4 separate regions of the Mus musculus genome follow, and regions 1, 2 and 3 are each linked to region 4. A link is a contact called in public HiCAR-type and HiChIP or PLAC-seq data. All regions are on one chromosome and are shown on one strand. Each heading gives the region's core, a stretch centred on a gene start, on an enhancer-like site or on the middle of the called end of the contact. The rest is flanking DNA. Distances are from core to core; before and after follow the strand shown. Region 1 overlaps Gm41031 (a long non-coding RNA gene). Region 2 has its middle 16 kb from the start of Enc1. Region 3 has its middle 19 kb from the start of Gm41031. Region 4 overlaps Lncenc1 (long non-coding RNA, embryonic stem cells expressed 1).

Region 1 (2,700 bases), core at 137-2,636, 330 kb after region 4:
TGCCTTGGTGGCTTGGGTGAGGAATGCAGACTTTTCCATCCTAACCTTAATTATTAATACAAACTCTCACATCAAATAGTATATAGCACATAGCAAATCAATCAATTTGTGCATTCGTGTGTGTGTGTGTGTGTGTGTGTGTGTGTGTGTTGTGGTATGTGGTTTGTGTATGTAAGTGTATGGCATGGTGTGGTGTGTATGTGCTGTGTGTGTATGCATGTGTATGGACGTGTGTGTGTGTGTGGTATGTGTGCATCTATGTGTGTATGTGTGTTACAGAATGAATACAAGTTAAGCCAGGTGCGGCAGAGCTCAGTCTACAAAAGTGGGTTGAGAAAGAGTCCATGAAGAAAAAGGCCAAGGCCAAGCTGGGACTGAGCTGCCAGTGAAAACTGCTGGCGTCCAGGTTTAGGAGAAAAGCAGCAGATTCGAGAGTGAACAAAACTGAGCCAGGCTGAGAAAAACCACACCCGGATCAGGAGCTGTTTCGGAAAATATTTTTAAAAAACGACCCTTTCGATAAAATCTTGCTAGTGTATGCAATGGTGTCAGCGTTTGGATGCTGATTATGGGGTGGATCCCTGGATATGGCAGTCTCTACATGGTCCATCCTTTCATCTCAGCTCCAAACTTTGTCTCTGTAACTCCTTCCATGGGTGTTTTGTTCCCAATTCTAAGGAGGGGCATAGTGTCCACACTTCAGTCTTCATTCTTCTTGAGTTTCATGTGTTTAGCAAATTGATTCTTATATCTTGGGTATACTAGGTTTGGGGCTAATATCCACTTATCAGTGAGTACATATTGTGTGAGTTCCTTTGTGAATGTGTTACCTCACTCAGGATGATGCCCTCCAGGTCCATCCATTTGGCTAGGAATTTCATAAATTCATTCTTTTTAATAGCTAAAGGGATCTGCAACCCTATAGGTGGAACAACATTATGAACTAACCAGTACCCCGGAGCTCTTGACTCTAGCTGCGTATGTATCAAAAGATGGCCTAGTCGGCCATCACTGGAAAGAGAGGCCCATTGGACATGCAAACTTTATATGCCCCAGTACAGGGGAACACCAGGGCCAAAAAGGGGGAGTGGGTGGGTAGGGGAGTGGGGATGGGTGGGTATGGGGGACTTTTGGTATAGCATTGGAAATGTGAATGAGCTAAATACCTAATAAAAAATGGAAAAAAAAAAAAAACCGACCCAGCACGTTCCCGCACTTGTGCCTCTGCCCTGGCAGCCAAACAGGCCATGAACTGTCGGGGCAGTGGCCACCTGTTTTTATCTCGTGGAGACTGACTCAGAACTCCACAATCTCTCCACCCAGCTCTCTAGGTTCCCACTGGAGGTTGCTACCATGCTAACCCTGTTTCAAATCCCCCACGGCCTTTGTGGTACACATCTGGCAAACCCATGCTTGGATGCTGTACCTTTCTCTCTTGACCCCAGATGAGCTGCCACGTGAAGGAAAACGCAACACAAACTCAGCTCAGAAACGATGGTAACTCAATCTCTGGGCACGACAACTAAAACCTAATTTTGTAAACCTTATTAAAATCTGATTCTTCTAGGGGCGAATCTTTGCGGATCTGCCATGTTACTGGGAAACTCTAGCAGCTACATCTTACCTCTCTGCTGTCCCATCCCAAAAAGGACCTAACTCTCCCCTGCTTCCTCTCTTCCTTTGTCCAACCTCGAAGTCCCGCCTACTCACCCAGTGATTGGCTCCTTTGTTCATTAAGGGATTGGTTCACAAGAAGCCACCTGAGTACTTAGCCCAGAGCCAACCACAACAAGGAGCCAGAAACAGTGGTCAGAGACAGATTCAGACAGGTGAGCCAATGGTCCGACGTGCGCTGAGTAGGCCAGATCACTGGTGGAAAATGGATTCAAGCTGGGGAGTCCCGGGTTCTTCACAAACACACACACACACACACACACACACACACACACACTCTCTCTCTCTCTCTCTCTCTCTCTCTCACACACACACACACACACACACACACACACACACACACACACACACACACACACGTTAGGCGAGAGGTTGCTATAGGCAAGGGCATTATACCCTTTCCTCAATCTGGTATGACCTATAAGCTCTTAAATCTAGCCTCCCCAGTATGATTTTTTCATTTTTCTCAAGTGCCTTCCAGAAGCTCTCATCCTATCACCTGGTGTGTACATCAAACAATGGACAGGCAGAGAGCTGATAATCACAGGGCCTTCAGCTCAGCTTGGTCCCCAAGGCATCTTTGAATTTCTGACCCTGTCTCTGCTCTTCATTTCTGTGGCCTTCACAGTCCTATGCCTCACTTCAGCAGCTCGATTTGACCCTGAGACTTGGCTCAAAGTATGAGCCTCAGGCTCTGGCTGGACTCTGTATCAGTGACCCTGGCAAGGTGCATGTTTTATTCCTGGGGGAATTCGTCTACCATCCTGAATCTGTCTCTTGGGCCTCTTTGGAGGGTTGTTGTTGTTGTTGTTGTTTATTTGTTTCTGAGATGCGGTTTCCTATATCCCAGACTGGTTTCTAAAGTTACGTAGCAGATGATGACCTTGAAGTTCTGATCTTATTGCCTCCACTTCGAAAACTCCTCTCCTTGATCTCTATGCAGCCTCCTTTACCTTTTGTGGCATTTCATAACCTACAGGCACTCACACTCACACCACACAGACACACACCACACACATACACACA
Region 2 (2,700 bases), core at 173-2,672, 270 kb before region 4:
GAAGCAAATGTTTACCATACTCAGTCCACATCTTTCTGTCGCTGATGCGCTGTGTGACACTGTGTACTGTCTGACAGTACACAGGACTATTATCAGACAGGAAAACTCACCTAAACCTTGGTGTTCAGAGGTTTTATCAGGACCCCATTTTACAGGCTTGATCGAATGTGGATCTGGTCCATTTCAGCATCCAGGATGACCCAGATGTGATGCTAAAGCCCCCACCGTAAATCACTTGGTCGGTCTTTCTCACCGGGAAGCTCCCACTTTGCACTGTGGTGGGTCTGGGCACTGCCTCTAAATGAAGACAGAAGCTAAGGGCAAGGGCCAGGCCTCTCTCTGAACAACATCAACTTCCTAACTGCACAGGCTCCTTTCCTAATTGACACGGTTGGTGGTCCTCCAGGAGAGTGCTCACTGAGAAGCATCAGAGACCTCTGGGAGCTGGCAATTTGCCAGAGGGTGCTGGTCTTCAAATTCAGGTGCCTTGGTCTTCATTCTCCTTATTTCCAGACGTGTCCCTAGGATGCGTCCAGCTACGTCTGATAAAGTCCCCGGTGCTGTGGTGCTCAGCTCACAGACACTAGAATGTTCCCCAGCCAAAGGTTCTGGAGCCCCTTATTCTGGGCCTAAAGACAGCTGACATCTCTGGAAGTCAATTATCTGCCATCGTCCAGATGTGTGAACACCTGCCTTGGAGGTTTGGGGAACACCAGTGTATCGGAGTCAGAGACTATGTTGCTCAATTTGAAACTGAACAGGAAAGCCTGGACTTTGTACACACAGCAAAGGGGGAGGCTGGGGACAAAGGACGCCTGACAACCTGGGAGGCCGAGTTAATAGTGAGCAGTCAAAGAAGAGTATAGAGTACAGAGGTTCGTTACAAAGTATCAGGGATTTGTTACAAAATGTGACCGAGGGAAAGGATGTGGATGTAGCCGAGTCCTTAGAGGGCTTGCTTAGAATGCACAAAGCCCTGGGGTTGATACCCAGCACTAAGTAAAGCTGAAATGGTGACACAGTCTTGTAATCCTAGCACTTGGGAGATGGAGGCTGGAGTATCAGGACTCTACTCACGAGGTGGAGTTCTGGAGAAAAATGAGGCAGAGTGAGGCAGGAGGAGGGGACTTGTTAGCTTAGAGTCTAGACATTGAAGGAGAGACTTGTGCGTGGTGGTGGGGGGGGGGGCAGGGAGAGGGAGGGAGGGAGGGAGAGAGAGAGAGAGCCTGATCATGTGATTTTTGGAAAGTGTGAACGCAGGTCTCCAGACCAGAGTGTTTGGTATATAGAGCCAACAAAGATAACAACGTGGCCAGAGGTGATGATGAGGGTCTCTACACAGGTCCTCAGGGGGAGGAGTGACTAGTTAGTTCATGAGACTGAGACAGGAACAACAAAAGCCCGCAAGCACTCACGTATGCATGCACACCCACTCGCTTTATTTTAATTTTCAACCTTGAAAGTCTGTTCTGCCTCCTATCCCTGTGTTGACAGAAGTAACTGCTCAGGCGCAGCTGAAAGACTAAAACGATTCAATTCGTAGTAGGAAGGTTTATGCAGTGACCAAGGGAAGCAATGAAGGCGGAAGGTGGCGTGCGGTTGGCCAGTAGCACCAGCGCGGGGGAAGATGGAAGATGCTATGCGCGCGCCTCTCCTTGTGCTGCTTCCCGGGAGGCCGCTTCGGTTAAGCTGTGGGGTTTTAAGGAGCTGAGTGCGTGTTTCTTTTGGATCTGCTTAGACCAGCCCCAAGGTGGCCCCACTCTCCTCAGGTTTCCTTCCTGTTAAGTGTCCTTGCCGTGATTGATGAAGTAGCCATTGGATAGCCTTTTCTAGGTTACTCGGAATATTTTCTTTTCCTTGAAGAATTTTTCAAAATGCCCTGGTTTCCTTTTTTAATTAGAATATTTATGTAACAGGTAACTTCAGCTGGAGTCTCGGATTTGCTGTTGACAGCTGAGAGACCTCAGGCACATAACCAGATCTTTCTAAACACTGGTGTTCTTATCCATAAATGGAGATCATTTTGAGACGTTTGCATTTTTTTTGAGACTAAATGATATTGTACATGTGAAAAATAATACAAATGAGAGTCATTATTTTAATGGAGTTAAAACAATTACCCATTAGGACAATAACATGCTGACTAAGTACACGTAGAAGAGATTTAGGAAGCTATATTTTTAATCACACTTATTTATTTTGTGTGTGTGCCATGCTGTAAGTTAGAGGCCACCCCTTGGGAGCTGGTAGGGGTCGAACCTGGTCAGGCTTAGTGGCAATAGTCTTTACCAGCTGAGCCATCTCGCCAGCCTTAGGAAGCATTAAAATGAATAATTCAGTACAATATCACATTAGTTGGGCACAGATGTGAGTAGTAGTTCCTTTTTTAAATTATTTATTTATTTGTGTATGTATGAGAGAAATAGAGAGAGGTACAGAAAAAGAGAGAAGAGAGACAGAGAAAGAGACAGAGAGAGAGACAGACAGACAGAGAGAGAGAGAGACAGACAGAGAAAGAGAGACACAGAGAGAGACAGAGACAGAGACAGAGAGTGTATGAGCTCATCATAGTATGGGAGGCCAGAGGAGGGTATTGGATCACAGTTCTTAGTAGGACTCTCAGCTTGTTATGTGGGGTCTAAACACTGGTCCTCAAGGTGGCTCAGCAAGCACTTTCTTTGGTTTTTAATAATTTCTCTT
Region 3 (3,044 bases), core at 238-2,737, 350 kb after region 4:
TGGGAAATGCCATCCTTTCTTTGTAGTGTTATAACTGGCTGCCTAGGCAGTGCTCCCAAGCACTAACTCACCCCTGGGGCTTTGAGGAGATGGGTTGCTTTCTCCTGTAGCATCTCAGCATTCAGAATATGCTAGAAGTGCCTCCATTTGAGCAATGTAGCCACAGACGCCATCATTCTCCTGCTCAGCGAAGCACTTTGGGCTTGAGAGCTATACATGCTGAAGGAAAGCTCACCAAAGTCAACTCCATGGGACTGTATTTAGTTTCCTTTCTATTGCTGTGATAGAATACTCCGAGCAGAAGTGACTTGGAGAGGAGAGGACATAGGTCATCACCAAGGAAGTTAGAACAGGAACTCAAGGCAAGAATCTAGATCAGAAAAAAATGGAGAAACACTACCTGTTGTCTGACATCCTGGCTCATTCTTGACCAGCTTTCTTACACAGCCCTGGCTGGACCACCGTGGAGGGGAAAGACCACGATGACTCACAGTGGGTGGGCGCCCCCCTCTGTCAATTAAGACACTCAGGACAATCCCTCACAGACAGGCCCACAGACGAATCTGATAAAAGATGGTTACTCAACTGAGACTCTTTTTCAGATGATTACAGGGTATGTCAGGTTTTGAGTTCATGGTAAGTAGGACAGAATGTTAAACTGTTCTCATTTTTTGTTTGTTTTTAGAAATCTCACTCTTGAAACACAATCTGAACCCCAAACAGCTTTCTCTCCACAGTCCACTCTGGTCCCTAGAGTGCTGAGCCCATGTCTGGTTACCAGTGTTCAGTGTATCTGCCACGTGCCAGCAGATACAATAGACCAGCACCAACAAACACCCTGCCCAGAAAGGTCTCCTCTGTATTTTGGTGCCAGCCTAGATGCTTCTAATACGCAGTGAGACATAGACACCCTGAGTGGATCTAAGTCATCTTCACTCTCTCCGGATCATGGCAAAACTGGAAGTAACCTTCGTCTATTGCTCCTACGATGAATTCTCTCAACATTTTAGAGCATTCAGTTTATTTCTCCTAGTGACCCGTGTTTGATCTAGAAGACTGAGCAAATAAAAGCGAGCAGAATGAAGGAACCTAGACACATCACTTGGCGGTCAAGCTCCCAGAACTCCTCTTATCTACACAGGTATCTTCAAAACAGAGCGTTCGTTGTGGTTGTTCTCCAGTATCTTTCTCCTCGAATGCGTTTGCTGGTGTGCTTCCAGGTCAGTAAGCGGAGCACCCCACCCTTCTGAATGGCTGCTTGGCATCTGTGTGTGCCTCTACCATCCTTTCAAACAGACTTCTAGAGCAGGGCTGGGCGTTTGCTTGTGGGTTTGGGCTGCTACTTTGGTTTCTTTGGGGTTCTTCTGTATTGTATTGTTTTCCCACTGTAAGCACCGTTGAAGTGGGTGAGAGAGGACTAAGCTGGCACATTTCCTTAGGAGATATTCCTGAGAGTAAATTTGCTGAGGCAGGGTGTGATGCTTGCTGCAAATTGTTCCTTAAAACACCCTCCTCCAGACTGTGCTAACAAGTACTAACTTCGACCCAATACAGGCATCGCTGTCTTTGTTTAAAAGAAAAATCTATTCAGTCTAGCAAGTAAAAAATTTGTATGTGTTATGTGTTTCCATTTCTTTTAACTGGTGGGTCTTTTTTTTTTTTTTTTCCTTCTAATAATTTGAATGTCTCCTTTGAAAATATTTTATTCATGGTTTGGGCCTATTTCCTACCAGGTATGAACACCTTCCTCCCCATTTCCCTCTTTCCAGAGACAACCATGAAAAGTTAGATTTGTCTTCTTCCTGATCTTTTGCTGTGCATTAGGAAACACACATAGAGTTCTCAAATTTACTGTTACAACTTTTGCCAACTCTCAACTTCTCACCAACCAACTTCTTTTACATATAGTACCACATCAGCCATGTAAATTTACCTCAGTATATTGAAATGCTGAAAAAAAAAACCCACAATATGGGCGTATTGGTGCTTAGAATATTCCAGAATTCCATCATCAGTGAACATTTGAGTTGTATCCAAGTGTTTGGGGTTGTTTAATGCACATAATTCTTTATGCCTCTTTGATTATAAATGAATGTGCTCCAGGATCAGTACTTTGAAGAGAAATTAATGATTGTTATCAATTGCAATCAAAGTGCTCTCCGGAAAGCCAAGCTGCCTTCCACCAGGGGCATATCAGCGGGCCCATCTGCAGCAATGCTGACCTGTGGCCTCTGATTGCTTGCACTTATTTTGCAATTTGTCTTAGAACGTTGGTTACTAATTTTTAAAGCATCCTTTCTTGTCTCATCCTATTACTGAAGAGAGCACTCGCCCTCTCCACAGTAGGAGCCTTGTTCACGCTTTCCTTATGACTGTCAGCATTATTCCAGGAAATCTTTCACATCAGCCTGCCCAGCCTGGTGTCCCTGCCTGTCCCCTGAGCTTGGTTCTTGTCCTCCCTAGACTTCCTCCAACCTTCTGACTTCTCAGAACCGTGATCCTCAGCTGTCTTTCCATGCCAATTGCAGATCTCCCCTTCATGACATTTACCAACCATTCTTTGAACTTCTGTAAACGTCCTTTGCTTTGTTGTTTTAGAATTGCTAAGCCTCATAATAATAATGTTCAAAAATCTATTTATTAATCCTTGGCTCCGTATGAGCTGTTGTGCTAAGTGCTTTTGTAGATATCATGTCACCTATAACCTCTACACTATCAACATTTAGATTTTAAAAAAAAAATCTGAATATTGGAGAACTAAAACCATCTGCTCAAGGCCACCCATGAGTGGCAGGCCAGAGACTCCAAGCCACATTCCTCTGCTGCAGGTCCCATGCCTCCCACCACTCCACCCTGTGCCCTTCTCTCTTCTATGAGTGCTATGGTCTGAGTACTGTTCCACCTCAAAATCCATTTGTTGACATTGATTTTCTATTCAACAGAATTGAGATTTGTGCCTCTTGGAAGGTGATATATCCTACCCTCACTAGTAGAATTATTGTCCTAAGAGAAATTTGTAGGATCGCATTAGCACCTCACACCAC
Region 4 (2,918 bases), core at 51-2,550:
TTGAGCCGTGATTTAATACTTAAAGGTTTGTGGATAGTACCTTTTACATTAGTTGCCTAAGTGTTAGAAGGGTCCCTAGTGTGGGGTGAACACGTCCTCATAGTTAAATCGGGAGGCTTTCTCTTAAAAGTGCTCAGTGTGGACCAAAAGTTACATAAGCGCTTTGCCTTAAAGGCTATCCAGTTGGTCTTTCACTTTAGTTCAGGCTTAAAGAACAAAAATAGCTTTCTGGTTTTGTCTCCTTCTGGACGAGTGGCCATCTGTTTACCGTTTAATATCACCAGCTCATGACTTTTCAAGGAACTGCGCAGGATTTCATGGTTGTGCATCAGGGACTTCCTTCCCCTAGTTCACTCTTCCACTGTGGTCCCTTCCACCGGGATAACACAAAAGCACTTCCCTGTCTCTTTTGGTTTATCTGTGACCTGCCCCCAAAAACACATATATGTTATTTTAACTCGGCAGTTCATAACCTGTGGGTCACGACCCTTGATGTGTCAGATATCTTGTATATCAGATATTTTCATTATAATTAAAAAACTGTAGCAACATTAGTTATGAAGGAGCAATGAAATCATCTTGTGGTTGGGTGTGGGGTGGGTCACCACGACATGAGGGACTGTATTAAAGGGCTGTGGTGTTAGGAAGGTTGAGAACCACTGCTCTGATCCCTTTTTTTTTAACATTCGAACCTTCCAGAAGCCTGACCAGACTTGGAACTGAAGCACCTTAAGGACAAAAGAAAGACTTGCTGAGCTCGCTCACAGACCTTCTAGAGCAGCGCTGGGCTCATGGATCTGGAGATTATGGACAGAAGATAATGTAGATGTTATAACCAGGCCAGCGTCCTGTGGTAAAGGGTGTCTTTAGATCACTGTTTCGTCGGTATAGGTAAATGACATGAAGAACATCTTTATAGGCAGGGGATGAGAATCTGAGATGAAGAAAAGAGGCTCCCCTGATGGACCATTCTAAGCTACTGTCAGAAGCAGGATCCATAGAACTTAAGGACATGATTGCAACAATTATCAGACATTGGCCTCTTAGGTCATGGTGATCTTTTAGTATTTTGGCTTTCTGCTGTCCTTTCATAAAGGAACCTCATTTTTAGCTTCTATTGAAGATATAAAATCATCTCATAGTATTTTCTCATTACTAGGAGCTGTAAATCACTTCAAAGCTGTCTTTCTCCTTGATCATTTGCATATCAAAGTATTTCTCTTGAGTACGGTGATCTCTCCCCCTGTGGTTTGCTGTGTACCAGTTCTCTCTGGATCCTAGGGCCTAGGGAAGTGTGGATTCCAAGTGACTGGTGTTTTTCTACAGTAGAGCTTTTTTGTTGGCTCTTACCTGGGAGGACAATGGGGAAGGGCCAGGGCCATCCTGTTCTTTGCTGGGTGTGACCTTTCCTGCTCTGCTTCAGGGTTCCATGCTGAAACCACCTTTAGCCATCATCGAGTGGGACTCCTTTTTACATTTTGGTGATTTCAATATTGTTTTTGTATGGGTTTTGAGTTTCAGTCCTAAATCTGTGTGGTGTGACAGAGGGAACCTCTACACAAAGGCCTGCCAATCTGCAACCTCTTCATGCTGCCACTGGTTAGATCAACAGTTCACTCTAGACACTGAACCTTGCCTGCATGCGTGCTAGTGTCACCACCAACATCAGTATCACTGTGCACCAGCATCAGCATCACTGTGCACCAGCATCAGCATCACTGTGTATCAGCATCAGCATCACTGTGCACCAGCATCAGCATCACTGTGCACCAGCATCAGCATCACTGTGTATCAGCATCAGCATCACTGTGCACCAGCATCAGCATCACTGTGTACCAGCATCAGCATCACTGTGCACCAGCATCAGCATCACTGTGTACCAGCATCAGCATCACTGTGTACCAGCATCAGCATCACTGTGTATCAGCATCAGCATCACTGTGCACCAGCATCAGCATCACTGTGCACCAGCATCAGCATCACTGTGTATCAGCATCAGCATCACTGTGCACCAGCATCAGCATCACTGTGCACCAGCATCAGCATGACTGTGTACCAGCATCAGCATCACTGTGCACCAGCATCAGTATCACTGTGTACCAGCATCAGCATCACTGTGCACCAGCATCAGTATCACTGTGCACAGCTCAATCTCCATACGTCAATCGCCAGATCGGTCCAAAAGTGTCTTGTCTGTGTGTATTTTCTCCCACTTTACCACTCCACTCTGGCTTAAGCCTTCCCACCTGCTACTGTGTACTGTGTGGTTGCTGGCTTTGGGAACTCCCAAACTTTCCCTCTGTATTTCATGTTTCTGTTGGCCTGACAAGTATCTCTTTCTAAAAAAGTACTAGTTTATTTTATGTGAATGAATGTTTTGTCTGTGTAGCTGGTATGTGCTTGGTGCCCATGAATCCCAGAAGAGGGTATTGGATCCTCTGGAAGTGGAGTTAGTTACAGATGCTTGTGAGCCTTCATGTGGGTTCTGGGAATTGAACCCAGGTCTTTTGGATCCCAGTGATTTTAATGGTCGAGCTATCTTTCCAGCTCCTTCAGGGCCTGAGAGAGGTCCTAGAACCCCTAAATTCCCCAGTGACTCCCCTTTGTTATTCTGAGAAGTTTCAGCTTCAACTTGCCATTCTGGGAAACACAGGACCCTATAATCCACCTGCCTTCCGGGATGAACACATGGCTTCACCCCTGAAGGCAGTGCTTAAGGCACTGCATGATTCTCCACTTCCAAACGTGATCTGTATTTTCTGCCCACCTACCTCTTTGCTTAGTCATTCACTGTATTATTCCCTATTCTGTGCTGAGCACGAGTGTGCTCTCTCTCTCTGTCTCCTTTCTTTTTGCTTTTTTTTTCTCATCTTTCTTTTTTTTTTGTCAGTTTTATGTATCTTTGAAAATTTTATTGA

The links. HiCAR-type assays count read pairs that join an accessible place to other places. HiChIP or PLAC-seq counts read pairs in DNA pulled down with a chosen protein or histone mark.
Region 1: a HiCAR-type map of embryonic stem cells shows a contact between it and region 4, with 2.8 times the contacts expected there. The contact joins two enhancer-like sites. A contact is called at or near these places in 3 of 115 datasets of contacts at active chromatin or transcription factors (all in embryonic stem cells) and 1 of 9 other capture datasets (embryonic stem cells).
Region 2: a contact with region 4 is called in an H3K4me3 HiChIP or PLAC-seq map of embryonic stem cells, with 18 read pairs. The contact joins two enhancer-like sites. A contact is called at or near these places in 2 of 15 datasets of contacts at CTCF or cohesin (both in embryonic stem cells), 34 of 484 Hi-C or Micro-C datasets (beige adipocytes, differentiating embryonic stem cells, embryonic stem cells and 1 more), 22 of 115 datasets of contacts at active chromatin or transcription factors (astrocytes, craniofacial prominence, embryonic basal ganglia and 8 more) and 1 of 9 other capture datasets (embryonic stem cells).
Region 3: a contact with region 4 is called in a HiCAR-type map of embryonic stem cells, with 3 times the contacts expected there. The contact joins two enhancer-like sites. A contact is called at or near these places in 6 of 115 datasets of contacts at active chromatin or transcription factors (embryonic stem cells, extraembryonic endoderm stem cells and fibro-adipogenic progenitors) and 1 of 9 other capture datasets (embryonic stem cells).

The regions. Positions count from the first base shown.
Region 1 is chr13:97,818,880-97,821,579 of GRCm38.p6, forward strand. The region is part of intron 1 of Gm41031 (a long non-coding RNA gene); the gene reads right to left. Among named protein-coding and RNA genes, the nearest start is that of Gm41031, 5.8 kb to the right of the region's middle. Within about 2 kb of position 1,387, at least 10 of the 459 cell types and tissues checked have an H3K27ac peak or open chromatin away from gene starts, as enhancers often do. A contact at or near this core is called in embryonic stem cells, where this site is marked.
Region 2 is chr13:97,223,704-97,226,403 of GRCm38.p6, forward strand. No RefSeq gene overlaps it. Among named protein-coding and RNA genes, the nearest start is that of Enc1, 16 kb to the right of the region's middle. Within about 2 kb of position 1,423, at least 20 of the 459 cell types and tissues checked have an H3K27ac peak or open chromatin away from gene starts, as enhancers often do. A contact at or near this core is called in embryonic stem cells, where this site is marked.
Region 3 is chr13:97,843,919-97,846,962 of GRCm38.p6, forward strand. No RefSeq gene overlaps it. Among named protein-coding and RNA genes, the nearest start is that of Gm41031, 19 kb to the left of the region's middle. Within about 2 kb of position 1,488, at least 6 of the 459 cell types and tissues checked have an H3K27ac peak or open chromatin away from gene starts, as enhancers often do. A contact at or near this core is called in embryonic stem cells, where this site is marked.
Region 4 is chr13:97,493,706-97,496,623 of GRCm38.p6, forward strand. It overlaps Lncenc1 (long non-coding RNA, embryonic stem cells expressed 1), which reads left to right. Exons shown (of 2, transcript NR_110432.1): 2 at 700-2,918. Among named protein-coding and RNA genes, the nearest start is that of Gm41030, 32 kb to the right of the region's middle. Within about 2 kb of position 1,301, at least 6 of the 459 cell types and tissues checked have an H3K27ac peak or open chromatin away from gene starts, as enhancers often do. A contact at or near this core is called in embryonic stem cells, where this site is marked.